2 separate regions of the Oryctolagus cuniculus genome follow, and region 1 is linked to region 2. Evidence: chromatin contacts called from public Micro-C data. All regions are on one chromosome and are shown on one strand. Each heading gives the region's core, a stretch centred on a gene start, on an enhancer-like site or on the middle of the called end of the contact. The rest is flanking DNA. Distances are from core to core; before and after follow the strand shown.

Region 1 (6,254 bases), core at 2,977-5,476, 180 kb before region 2:
AGTGACCAACAATGATAATCATGTTAATCAATCACACCTTAACCTACCCACCCACTTACCTTACTAACTGCTCCTTCTTTGTCTCTTTTACCCATTATTCTTTATCACTTACTCTCTAACTATGGGTAATTCCCAAGACTCAATCTCAGGTCCATCACTCTTCTCTGTGAGCACTATCATGCTATTTCAACTTCTCTATCAAGTTCTAGTCATATCTTCTACTATTTCCACATGCCTATTTTACTGTAACCTCAAAGTCAACAAATCAAAAATATAGCCTCAACTGTCTAGATCCCCTCAACCATCTACTATTACTACTTACATGCCTGCCATTAATCAAATTCGTTTTTCCTTTGACACTAATTGAGTAATTTGGACATCTTTTAAAATCTCTCTGGTTCTCAAGATTTCTAATGCACAAAATGTAACATGGACTGGTACAGATATTCTGAGATGTCTTCAAGTTTCTGTCATTGAGGACCAAACTTTGAAGTCTTCTTTAATTACTCCTTTATCCTACCCTCCCTTTTCATCCAACCCATAATGAAGTCTTGTGACATCTCTCAAGTCAGAATTATTTCCACTAAGTCCAGGTCCTTATCACTTCAGGCCTAAACTATTTTCTACCTTTCTCTATCACTTCTCCAGCCGTTATGACCATCCGGGGAGTGAACCAGCAGATGAAAGCTCGCTCTCTCTCTCTCTCTCTCTCTCTCTGTCTCTCCATCTCTTTCCCTTTAACTCTGCCTTTCAAATAAGTAAATGTTCCTTTTTAAAATAAAAATAATTACAGTGACATCTCTATTGAGGAAAAACTGAGGGAAGAAACACTGTAGTCCAATAGGTTGACTTGACTTCCAATATGCTAGGCTCGAGTGGTAAAGGAGGGAAAGCAGAAATATGAGAGGCAAAAGAAATGTAAACATGTAGTATGGGTTAATATACAAGGTAAATGAAAGCAGTAGTTTAAACATAATGTCTAAACTAACACCCATATGACCAGGAGAGAAGGAAATTAAGTGGTATAAATGATGACTGTCATTTGGGACACATTGATAAATAGAAGCTGAAGACCAGTACTGAAAAAAAAAAAAAGTGACTGATTAAGAGAAATAAGAAACCGAATTAATTACAAAATAAAAGAACTGAAGTTATAAAGATATTAATAGGAGAGAAAAATATATCAAGCCATAATCCACTGTAACCAGATTTATATTTTATCAAAAAAGCCAACTAAATGTTAAGGCAGAGGCTCCCAAGCTATCTGCATTCAGGGAGCCCTTAGTGTCTTAGTAACTTTGGCAAAAAGACATATGAGGGAATCTTCAAAAAGTTCTTGGACAACGTGCGTTACCAAAAAATACGGATAGATTTTTAAAAATTTTGCATGAAAATAAAATATTTTAATTACATTTTTCCACAAACTTTTTAAAGTACCTCGATATTTCATTAGCCATGTAGCATGTCCTTACAACTTAGGGTTTGTTGGGCATGATACAACTTCTCAAATCTTGGGTTCAAACTGGACATTATCACAGTCATTTCCTGTTCCACACTGATTTGCACACAGTAGTAGGTTTTTAGCAGAGCAACCTCTGAAAATACAGCCTTATAAAGACGTGATATTGCAGTAAGGAACATCAGTATATTATGCTGAAACTGAACTACCTCAAACTAACAGTTCAAGCATGAGTTTACTGGTGCTCTGAGCACATCAGCACAGTTTGAGAAAGGGGGACTATAAAGGTCCCCCCCAAAAAAGGCGAGGAGCAAAAGAAAGTTCTTAACAGTTCACCACAAGAGGGCAGCACAATAGTAAGCAGGGGCAGTACAAAGAGGACTCAATGAAAAGAAATGAATCAAATCTTTCTTTCAAACACTGTAAGACCCTTAGTCTGCTCACCATCTAAAAGTTATTTTTCTTCTTATACAAAAGAGGAAGAAACACTGGTCTCTGGCAGATCACCTCATAGCAGAGTCATTCTGCCTTTCTCTAAATCTCCTATTGCCAGTCATGAGAGTAGCCAAGACTTGCACAGTAGTCAACAATTTACCACTTTGCATGCATGTTATTCAATCCTCACAACAACCTTCTAAGAAAAGTGAGGTTCAAAGAACTTTTAAATTATACAACTCATAAGTGGCAAGAATACCATGACTTAAATCCATATCTTACTCCAAAGCCAACACACTTTTCTATTCTGCCTCAAAATTATCCTGTCTTTCATCAACAGGAAGGTGAATAAAAAAGATACCATGTTTTCCATTCCATACCTGAGACCTCCGTTTCAAATCACTAAGGAAAAGGTGTTAAAGGAAACAAACTACATCTTAACCCGTCCTTTAAACACATTATAAACTATAAACCCAAGACATTCAGTTAGGGCAAAACCAAATATTTAAACGTGTTATAAACTACAAACTTAAGACATTCAGTTAGGGCAAAACCAAGTATTATATGCTTACCTAGCCAACAAACACAGTTTTCCTGTACAGATAAACACATGTACTATGAATACATCTAGTTTGTATGCCAACAAATAAGCTCACAGAAGCAAGTGACTCTCACATCTGCAGTGGTAAAAAGTAAGGCAGATGGGGGAAGAGAGGTCAAAAAGGTGATTATTCATCTCCCAATCTGCTGGGTGTTACATCAGAACATCTTCAGGAACCCAACAACTCACTTTCCCAAAGCTATTATGAAACCAAAAGTGATTGTCATCTCCCTTATTCCCACTTCTGGTTTCCTTCTCCACATTTCTCCGCCCCTCTATGACATACTCAGTCACTCTTATCCTTTCATTCAAAGAAAAGGAGTTTCCCCTGGCAGATGAATAACCACCGGAAAACAAACTGGGTAAATTCAACCGACACAGCAAGCGGAGGCAGATAAAACCATCCAGGAAGCATTCAATGTGGTAGCAAGAACCCCAGTAAGAACAGCTAACATGTTCTCTCAACAGCATTTCTTCCTCTTTGAAAGAATAAAGAATTTCTGGCTGCTGGAGGAGAAAGGTTAAGGGACAACATTTTATTTTCGCCTGAAAAGCCCCATTACTTGTAAAACCTACAAGGAATGTAGCAACGATCAACACCCCAAAATCCTCTCCCAAAGTAACACTGAAAGTTCAGCACTGCCATTGTCAGAGGAGTAAGCGCAGCGCCCTGCTCGTCTCACACGCTCGCAGCCTTCCTACGCACGCACTCGGCTCACGACACCCTCGCCCTCACCGAGGCGATGAAGCCCAGCAGCCAGGATCGCGAACCGTCGGAGGCGGAGGAAGGGCCTCTTTTCCTTCTGCAGAAGGCAAACAGTTCACATCTTGTTCCCGTTGCCTGCTTCTGAAACCTAAAATAATAATAATAATAATAAAGCAGTTACTACCGCAGAAACCCAGGAGAAAGAGATGCTCCTTTCTAGGCTAAGATGTCTAGAAATTTTAAGAGGGCTAGGTAAGGGGGGAGGAGTAATAAGGCAGACAGGATGCAAACAGCAACCAAGATACTCCTTTCTGGGTTTCGCCTTAACGAGAAAGATTTTCTGGTATAGAAGTTTACCGCCTCTAGCAGGGGAAAGGCGGGGATCGGGAGGAGGGAAAGGGTAGGGGAGATAACTGGTGCTCCCATCCAAAGGCCGGGCAGCGATAACACCCACCGGCTGCACGGACCAGGCGACGAGGGCGCGCCCCCAAGCTCGCAGGGGCTGCTCTTACCCGGCGTCTCAGGCTGGCCCAGGTCTGCGAAGCCCCCAGAGTGGGCACGGGTCCGAGCGCCCGCCAGGCTGGGTCCTCGGGGGCCCTCCCGTGCGGGCTCGGCTCCCACTCACATCCCTGGACGGCAGGGACCAGGCCTCTTCTTGTGCCGCGGCAGCCCTCCGAACGACGTGCGCCGCAAGCCGGGGCCCGGGGGCCAGAGGTGCCAAGGGGGCAGAGGCGGAGGCGCGAACTCCCGAAAGAGCCGGGCGCCGGCCCAGCCAGTCAGCGCCGCGGAAGGCCGTTAGCCGCGGCCGCTGCTGCCCCCTTCTGCTCCTCTTCCTCTCTCCTTCCTGCAGCCCACACCACTCCCACTTAGGGCAGCCGGGAAGCCCGTCACGGCCGTAGTCTCCACCCTCTCCCAGGCCACACCGTCTTCTCAGCGCCGTTGGCGACACAGGCTTGGACTCTGCGTCGGCCTCAGCCTCCCAGCCGGCCTCTAGTCAGGCAGCCTGTGGGTGGCGGACTGAGGCCGCCGGCGAGCCGGGCGGGGGAGGGCGCGGGACGCGCGCCCGGGACTGCGCGTGCGCCGCCCTTCTTCCCCGCGCGCGCCGCGGGCCTGACCGGGTTGTGGCCCTCCGTGCTGTGGCCTCCCGGGGAGCCGGTGGACTCCCGTGGAGATTTTCAGGGCAGCCACTGGGCATGAGCGCGCGAGGAAATGGAGGTGGCCAAGGCCCGCTGAGCCTGGAGCCCCGCAGAGGCTCTGTGCCGGCGCTGGGCCCTCCCTAGAAGGGCGTGTGTGTGGCCGCCGCCCGCCGTGGAGGCGGCTGGGAATGAGTCAGCCGGGCCTGGAAGGCGCCCCCTGCAAGCAGCCTGGGCCCGGAGGAGGCCGGGCTGCCTCCGCACGGAGACTTTCCCCACCCGTATACCGTCATCCCCTTTCAGCTTTCGCTTCCATGTTCCGGGTATTGCAGACCTGTTCTTTCCCAGCGCGGGCCGCTGGGCCCAGGGGAAGAGGCGCCCGGGCTGCAGGAATGCGCGCCCACGCGCCATTTAGCGGCAATGAAATCCCAATGGCTTGACTCCAGCCACCACTGCTGGAAAGGAGCGAGGGTGGGATGAGGTGCTCAGCAGCCTGCAGGTTGGCAGCCAGGCCCAGCGAACCACTTCCACTTTCCCAAAGATCCTCATTCACTCAATTACTGAGCGCCTGCTAGGTACTGGACTGTAGACCCCGGAGACACTAGGTAAACAACCTGCATGTTCCTTGCTGTTCTGCCTTCTGACAGAAGACAAAATAGAAAGAAAGGTTTTAAGTGTGTAATATGCTAGATGTGCAATTGTCACCGAGAAAATACAACACAATGGAGCATTAAGTGAGGGGAGTGTGGTCTTTTACAGTGGCCAGGCACGACCTCCTAGAGTTTGCGACTTTGAGCAGAGATGGAAAGGTTGAAAATGAGCCAGTCCTGTGACACTCCTGGAAAAGTTTCAGGCTGGGGTACTAGCAAAGACATGCTGAAAAGGGAACGTGTTTGGCAAATTCAGGGACCAGGAAAGCTGTCACTGTGGCTGGAGGGCAGTGAAAGATGAGGCAGTGGCAAGAGACGAGGTTAAAGAAGTAGCCTGGAACCAGACGGCGTGGGGCCTCTCTCACTTAGTAGCCCTCCTGTCAACCTGAAGGGAGTGATGTATTTACAGGTGCTGCTTCCCCCATACACACATGATGCAGCTATTCAGGTCTCTCTTTGGGTTAAATGATTTCCTTATTAAATTCACTAAAGTCTTACATAAGGCCCATTGCAAAAGGCCTTTGAGCAGATGAATTCATGCTGACTCCTTTAAAATAAACAATCGACTGAAACTGTTGTTTTCTCCCTAAGGTGGAGGGATTTACAGAGAAATTGCATTCCTACAGCTACAGTCTTAGAGGTGAAATATGCCAGAAATTTCTTCTTTAAAAAAAAATTAGAAATAGGAGTTGTGACTCCTATTTCAGTGGCAAATCTGAAATCTGACTGGAATATGAAGACTGAAATTACCAACAGCCCTTTTCTTGCAAACAAAAACGGTCATGGAGGTAAAAGCTAGAACAAAAACTCACCCAAAGTATTGAAGCTGATCTTAAAGTCACGTTGAAAATGAAAAGCATAAGAACTGTAGAGATGGAATATTTACCTTTTGTGAGGAGAAAAAAAAATACCTGTTGTAGAAAGCCAAATAATTTAGAAATAATGCAAAAGCATCTATTATAGTAAGTGCTGTTTCTGCACTTATAGCAAAAGCCCACTACCTGCTACACCAGCATCCCATATGGGTACTGGTTCATGTCCTGGCTGCTCTACTTCCAATCCAACTCTCTGCTATGGCCTGGGAAAAGCAACAGAAAATGGCCCAAGAACTTGGGCCCCTAACATGCATGTGGGAGACCCTGATGAAGCTCCTGGCTCCGGGCTTAGGCCTGTCTCAACCCTGGCCATTGTGGCCACCTGAGAAGTGAATCAGCAATGGAAGACCTCTTTCTCTCTGTCTCTCTCCCCAAACCTCCCATCCCCCCAGCCT
Region 2 (6,887 bases), core at 70-2,569:
GCATGTGAACTGTATCTCAATAAAACTGCTTAAAATAAATACATATTTGTGACCTTAAAGAGAACATCCTGATTCTGGCTCCCACCCTTTTCCCAGTGTTTACTAAACACTATATAAAGTCTCCTGCACTGAATCCTGCACTGGCTCCCAGCCCTCTGTCCTTAGAGCACTGATCCAGTCAAAGGAAAGAAAAGGCAACAAGAAGCAGGGCCAATGGCAATGTGGTTAAAACCTCAGCTCTCCAGGGCTGTGAGGCTAGCGGCAGCCACCTGGAGAGCATATGCTCAGGCCAATGCTGCTTGTGCACAGGAAAATCGCCCTCTTCTTAGCTTTCTCTCCCACCTAGGAATGTGCAGTTTCGTCTTCATCCTTAAAATACCATCCCGGGGCCAGTGCCATGGCTCATTTGGTTAATTCTCTGCCTGCAGCGCCGGCATCCCATATGGGCGCCAGGTTCTGGCCCTGGTTGCTCCTCTTCCAGTCCAGCTCTCTGCTGTGGCCTGGGAGGGCAGTGGAGGATGGTCCAAGTGCTTGGGCCCCTGCACCCGCATGGGAGACCAGGAGGAGGCACCTGGCTCCTGGCTTCGAATCAGCACAGCGCACTGGCCAAGGCGGCCATTTAGGGGGTGAACCAATGGAAGGAGGACCTTTCTCTCTGTCTCTCTCACTAACTCTGCCTATCCAAAAAAAAAAAAAAAATACCATCCCATTTGTCAATCTTCTACAAAGCCATGCCAACCAATAATCCCTACCCCATGAGATATTTCTCTCCCCTATAGGTTTCCATGGCCTTCTCTGCTTATGGTATTTAAGTAAATGCTGGTGTTTCATGTTGCAATAACTGGTCTTTCCACATGGGCAAGTTACAAGCCCCTCAAGGGCAATGACTTTCTGTCACTATATATATAAAGGCCTTCAAGAAATACACATGGAATAAATGTAGGCGTTAGGGGTAATCTTGAGAAAAGACTCCAATATACTTTGCAATTAAGGGAAGTCAGTTCTCCCCCTGCTGGCTTTCCAGTCTCATGAGCCAAATGAATTTTTCCCTGTTTCCCCCTTTTTTTGCTCTCCATCTATCCCACTACCTCCCCCACCCTGTCCTAGGGAAAAAAAGAAAAACACATCAAACCCATAGGTAAACAGTCCACATCTTCAGGCAAGGCTTGTAGCTAGCAGCAGGACAGACAAAGCCAGCCATCTCACCCACTCAGCTGTATTCTAAGGAAGAAACATCTTGTTCTCTGGTGCTGCTGCCTAGAACTTACACAGGCCTGGGGCACACACTGCTCCCAAGGCCTCACCCAGCCTACTTCATTCTGAATCATTCAACTGTGCTGGAAAACCCAAATACACTCCCAGCTGGCACAACTCCTAAGGGGCCTCAGCTGGCTTCCGATCTCTTGGAGAAAAAAGGATGGGAGAAACACAAGGCATGAGTGTGCAGGCCCACATATTTGCAGCTGTCAGGTATTTGTAGCCTTTGGAACAGTTAGAAAAAGCAAATTCAGGTCCATTTTTCACATAATGTTCTGCCAGCCCTTTGGCCTTTCTGGAGAAGACTGTATACAAGACTGGATTAAGGTACATTTCAGAATCTTTCCCCACCTCCAACCCGGTTCTCCCTTTGTTAGCAATAGCTGGATACTAAAAAGCAAAAATGCTCAGAAGCTGAGAAACAACCACAGATGATATTAAATCCCAATAAACAGCTTTCTTAAGAAAATGAAAACTAAAGGAAAACAAACTCTCCCTGTATCTACAGGGGTATTTCCAAAAGTTCACAGAAAATGAAATTAACAGCTAAGTTTATTTCACTGCAAAAAAAAATTTAATCCACGCATAGTTTTTTCATAATATGCATTTTCCACAAACTTTCAAAATGTATTTGTTTGAGAGGCAAACAGGGAGAGAGAGGAGAGGGCACCCCCATTACACTAATTCACTCCCAAATGCCTACATATGGCCAGGGCAAAGCTGGGAATTCAATTCGGGTTTCCCATGTGGGTGACAAGACCCAACTACTTGAACCATCACCTGCTGCCTCTCAGGGTGCATATTAGCAGGAAGGTGGAATTCAGACAGGACCCAAGACTCAAAGCCAAGCAATCTGATGTGGGATGCAGGCATCTTTACTAGGTCAAACACCTGTCCCTAAACTTATCTTTTAATTCTATTTTCCAATGAATTTTAAAAAATGTTTACTTATTTGACAGGCAGAGCAAAGGAGACAGAGGGAGAGGAAGAGAGAGACAGAGAGAGAAAAGAGATCTTCCATCCACTGGTTCACATCTCAAATGCCTACAACAATTGGGGCTGGCCCAGGTCAAAGCCAGGAGTTATGAACTTCATCCGGTTCTCCCACATGATTGGTATGGACTCAAGTACTTGAGCCATCATCTACTGCCTCCCAGGGTGCATATGAGCAGGACGTTGGATCAGAAGTGGAGGCAGGACTCAAACCCAGGCACTGCGATATGGGAGTCACAAGCAGTGGCTTAATTAGCTGAGCCGTGATGCCGGTGCCTTTCCACGAACTTTGTGAGGTACCCTTGTCTGTTCCATTGAACAATGTCTTGTCCAGAGCTGATGCTCAGCCTTCTCCACAGCCCCACAGCTGTGCACGGCAGCAGCTCCTCAAGGGGACCACCTTCCAAGCTCACAATCCTTGCCTTTCTTCCACAGCACTACAGGTAAAACTGCACAGCCAAACAGCCAGCACAGGCCGACGGATGGCAAAGTGAGGACTACTCTGACCCTCAGCAGACACGCACACTCAGAACTGGCAGCTTTTCAGATGAAGCACTGCAGCAACAGGGGCTCCAGACGCGCTTTGTGAAGGATGTTAACTCCCCACCTGGAAAAATGCATCTACAGGGAATCTTTTTATTTTTCTCAGGACAAAGTAATTTATTTGGAAAAAACCAAACAACAAAAACAATTGACTCTTCAACGAAAGCCCCCAGTCCATCTGACAGTTTTCAGAGAATTGCAGAGGATGAAGATAATTTTTCCTTTGTATTTTCGAAAGGTGGGTTGTTCCTACTGCTGCTGCAGACCAGCAAGGAAGAGCCATGAAGTTCACAGCCATCTGCCCACTGCATCCCAGCAGCCCTGGGCCCCAGCCCCAAGCCCAGGCCCCTCTCAGTAGGTTCCCCTTTGGAAGCATGTGACAGAGTGGAGTGAGAGCAGTTATGGAGGGAACACTCTTCGGCAGATCCCGCTGACACAACCATGACACAGGGCCCTGCCTATTGCCCCACCAAGCCACCCAGAAGTTGAAGGGGAAGATCTCAGGGTAAGAAAATAATCTGCTCAACTCTGGTCCCCCTAGCCATGACCAAGCCGCAAATTAAAATATATCGGTGAAAAAAATTATCTGCTGAAAAGCAGCTTTTCCAAAGCCTAGTTGACCAGGAAGTTATTAAATTAGGTTACAGAGGCAGCAGGAAACAGGGAACCAGGCTGGCTGCACCACTGAGGGATGGGAATCCCAGCTGAATTTCCACAGAAAGTCACTATGAGCAGGTCACTGGCCTTTCTTCTTCATCTGAAAAGTTAGGTGTCACTTTTACAACATGCCAAATATGAGAGATCTTCAAAAAGTTCACGGAAAATGTGTCTTCTGCAAAAATTAAACATGAATTTCAAGATGTCCTTGCCCCCAAATAAACATTCCTTTCAATCCCATTTTCCCACAGACGTTCTGTGCTAGGATCTAACTTAGCACAGATGACAGGGCTATGCAGCACTGAAAGCACTTCCCAGATTTTAAGGTGGAGCAATGCTGTGTGAGCTCCCAGACACCTGTGACGACACTGGACCTCGGAAGCAGCAGGCCACTGTTTTCCTGTGCATTCATTATCTTACCCATCTTCAGACTGGCTGAGCCCAGAAGCCCCACTTGGTGGGTGTTGAACAAGTAGCCTCCAACTCCCCAGCCCTTCCTCAAATTACTGAAGTCCGAAAACAAACAAGCAGCATGGTGTATTTCAGACTCCAACAAAGATAGAAGGAGAGTATTCCACAACAAATGAGGACTCTCTGGCATCCTGCCTCAGGTAAGGTAGCAGGGAGTCCAGCGACCTACACAGAACCCCAATTCTTACAGAAGAGCACAGTGGTTGAGGGAAGCAGCGGCTCTGTGTGAAACTGTCTGGGTCTGAACCCCACTTACTGTCTGTGTGACCCTGACTTTCTGTGCACAACCTGATCTCTCTGGGCCTCGATTCCATCACCTGTAAGGTAGACAGTATCAGTGTCCACCTTTCCTATCCTCACTGGGTAACGATGCAAACTAAATGACTGAAAAGCTTAAGACAGTATCTGGCACATAGTAAACACTGTTTGTTAAATGAACGCCTACTTTACACAATTCTTGGGCATTATAAATATGTGTAGCTTATTCAGCTATGTGGCAGGAGGAACTCAGTCACATCTTTACGCAGGCATACAATCTCCCCACAAGCGTTTATCAGGCCTCCTGATGGTCAGAGTGACCTAAGAGAATGGACTAGGGTAGGGCAAGGGGGTGTCCAGAAAGGATCCTGAGCATGCAGCACTAACTGGGCCTTGCCACGAGCAATGAATGCTTGACCTCATTTAAGCATGGCTCCGTCTCGGCCACCTCTATGACTTCAGGAGTAGTCCCCTTATCTAGAGGTGAGACTGAGGTTCAGACACATAAAATATCAAGTCCACGATCTCCTGGTAGCCCCATGAAGAGTCAGAACTGCAGCCCAGGTAGGCTGCACCCCAGGGCTTGTGCACTGAGAGAACACGGGGAACTCCAGTCACCCCGGGATCCTTTCACAATTTCTGAATGTGCCATTGGAGATGCTTGTAATACATACTGTTTTCTTTACGTTAATTCAACTTTAAATAAAATAAGCGTGAATCCTTCACAAGCTGTAAAATTAAACTTTTTGAGGAAAGGGTAAAACCAATGTCACCAAATGTAAACTACCTTAAAAACAAACAAAAAAAACACCTCAGTATCTATGAATTTATTTCCTCTGAATAAATTCAGTCTGGCTGTTAAAAAAAAAAAAAGAAAAGAAAAGAAAAGGAACTCGATAAATTTAACAGAAACGGATTCTCCACACCCCAGCATGTTATCCAATTGTCGCTCCCCCATTTGCGGAGGAACGACACCGGACCCTGCGCTGTTCTCTCTGCCCGGCCCTTCCCAGGTTAGCTGCCGTTCCCTCACTCGCAGAGGAAGGACACCGTCCCGGGTTAGCTGCCGGGCCCCCCCTCCCCACCCCACCTCCACGGAAGGGCGGCAGCCCGCCACTTTCCCCGCTTCCGCGGAGGAGCGGCACACCAGCAGCCGGCTCTCTCAGGGGCTGCTCAGATGTTCCTCAGATGTTTCCCCAGGGCATAGTGTCTCTCTCTTCCTTTACAGTCCTCTTCCACCAATCCATGCTCTGCTGCCCACACGCTGAGCACGCTGCTCTCCTCCAATCAGGAGCAGGATCAGCTCCTGCCACTTGTTAGTCAAATTGGTGAGGCAGCTGCATAGAAATTGTTTGCTCCCTCTCAGCGCCATATTGTGGGAGATCAGATGCATAGTGTTAGTCTTAGTTCCAGTAACTTAGTCTAGTCTCAGTTGCTCCCCACATCCAATACTATTTTACTTTACTGGAAAAAAATTTTCTCTGCCCTTGCTGGAGAATTTCACTCATACATACAGATGGACCCTCTCAAGCAGCACTGAAAATGGGCAACAGTGGTACCTGAAGTAAGACGGTGAGAAGAGGAAAACAGAGAGACACTGAGACCCTCACTTTCCAAAAGGGCTTTGAAAGCAATGCTGAAAGAAAAAACTCCTTCTTAAGCCAACATTGCAAATAAACATTCACAAAGCTATTTATGCAAATCAAAACATGTGCAAATTGCCAGAAGACACACATTTAGGAAAAAAAGCAACAAGGAGGGTCTTGCTTCTGGTTTTCTTTAGAAACCTGAGGTTTCATAAAGCATTTCTATGACTTTAATTGCACACAAAAATAAATGCGATAGCTCATCAGATTGTGAATTCAACTAGAATAAACTGTTCCCCCAACCATGATGGTCCTGGCCATGATTCTGTCCCATTTTACCCTCCACCGGGCTTTATAAATACGACATGAACCTTGTCTATTGGGGCCCACTTTCACCCTTCACGCTGTGGGCCACTTGGAGCCCTTCATAGTGACTAAAGGTAAAATGGATCCCAAACACAGGTTCAGCTTTTCTGAGAACAAACCCCCTTACCCTTGCTTGTGCTAGCTGACCCAAAAAAGGGAGGCCCCCTTCATGGCAAGCCCCTTGGCAAGAAGCCCTGAGTGGGGCAGGTAATCTAGAGGAAGCAGAATGTCTTCAAGCCCTAGTTCCAAACACAATTTGTCCTACTCCTTTAAAGTTCCATTCAGGTGCTCACTTCAGCAACACATTTACATTGCAATGATACAGAGAAGACTAGCATGGCCACCGTGCAAAGATAACACGCAAATTCATGAAGTGTTCTATATTTTTATGTTCCTAAAGTTGTAAATATGAAATGTATCAAGTTTGTATTCCTTAAATAAAAGGTTCCTGGGAGTGGGGAGAGTTCCATTCAGAGTGATACAGCAATTTTAGGCAAGGTTTTTTAGAAAAAAAAAAAAAAAAAAAAAAGCCACTGCAGTGAATGATCGGAGAGCAGTGTCCTAAGAAGGACACAGGAATTTACAAAATGTCCAGTCACATCTTGACCATCTTTGAAAAACTTCACAGAAGCCAAAAAAACAGTGTCAAGGAAAAATGAAAATATGTATTCCATTTCTCACATAATGTTCTACCAAAGCCATGCCCAAGATCACACACATTTAGCAACAAGGCTTCTTTGCTGTGCGAATGGTCAG

The links. Hi-C and Micro-C count contacts between places; a contact is called where the count stands out from the background.
Region 1: a Micro-C map of ear pinna shows a contact between it and region 2, with 4 times the contacts expected there. The contact joins the promoter of JAK2 here to the enhancer-like site in region 2. A contact is called at or near these places in 2 of 6 Hi-C or Micro-C datasets (ear pinna and an unstated tissue).

The regions. Positions count from the first base shown.
Region 1 is chr1:167,675,973-167,682,226 of mOryCun1.1, reverse strand. It overlaps JAK2 (Janus kinase 2), which reads right to left and starts at 4,226. Exons shown (of 25, transcript XM_051846028.2): 1 at 3,714-4,226; 2 at 3,232-3,349.
Region 2 is chr1:167,494,708-167,501,594 of mOryCun1.1, reverse strand. The region is part of intron 8 of RCL1 (RNA terminal phosphate cyclase like 1); the gene reads right to left. LOC127485045 (U6 spliceosomal RNA) reads left to right here and starts at 6,418; the gene lies at 6,418-6,519. Within about 2 kb of position 1,319, at least 2 of the 8 cell types and tissues checked have an H3K27ac peak or open chromatin away from gene starts, as enhancers often do. A contact at or near this core is called in ear pinna, where this site is marked.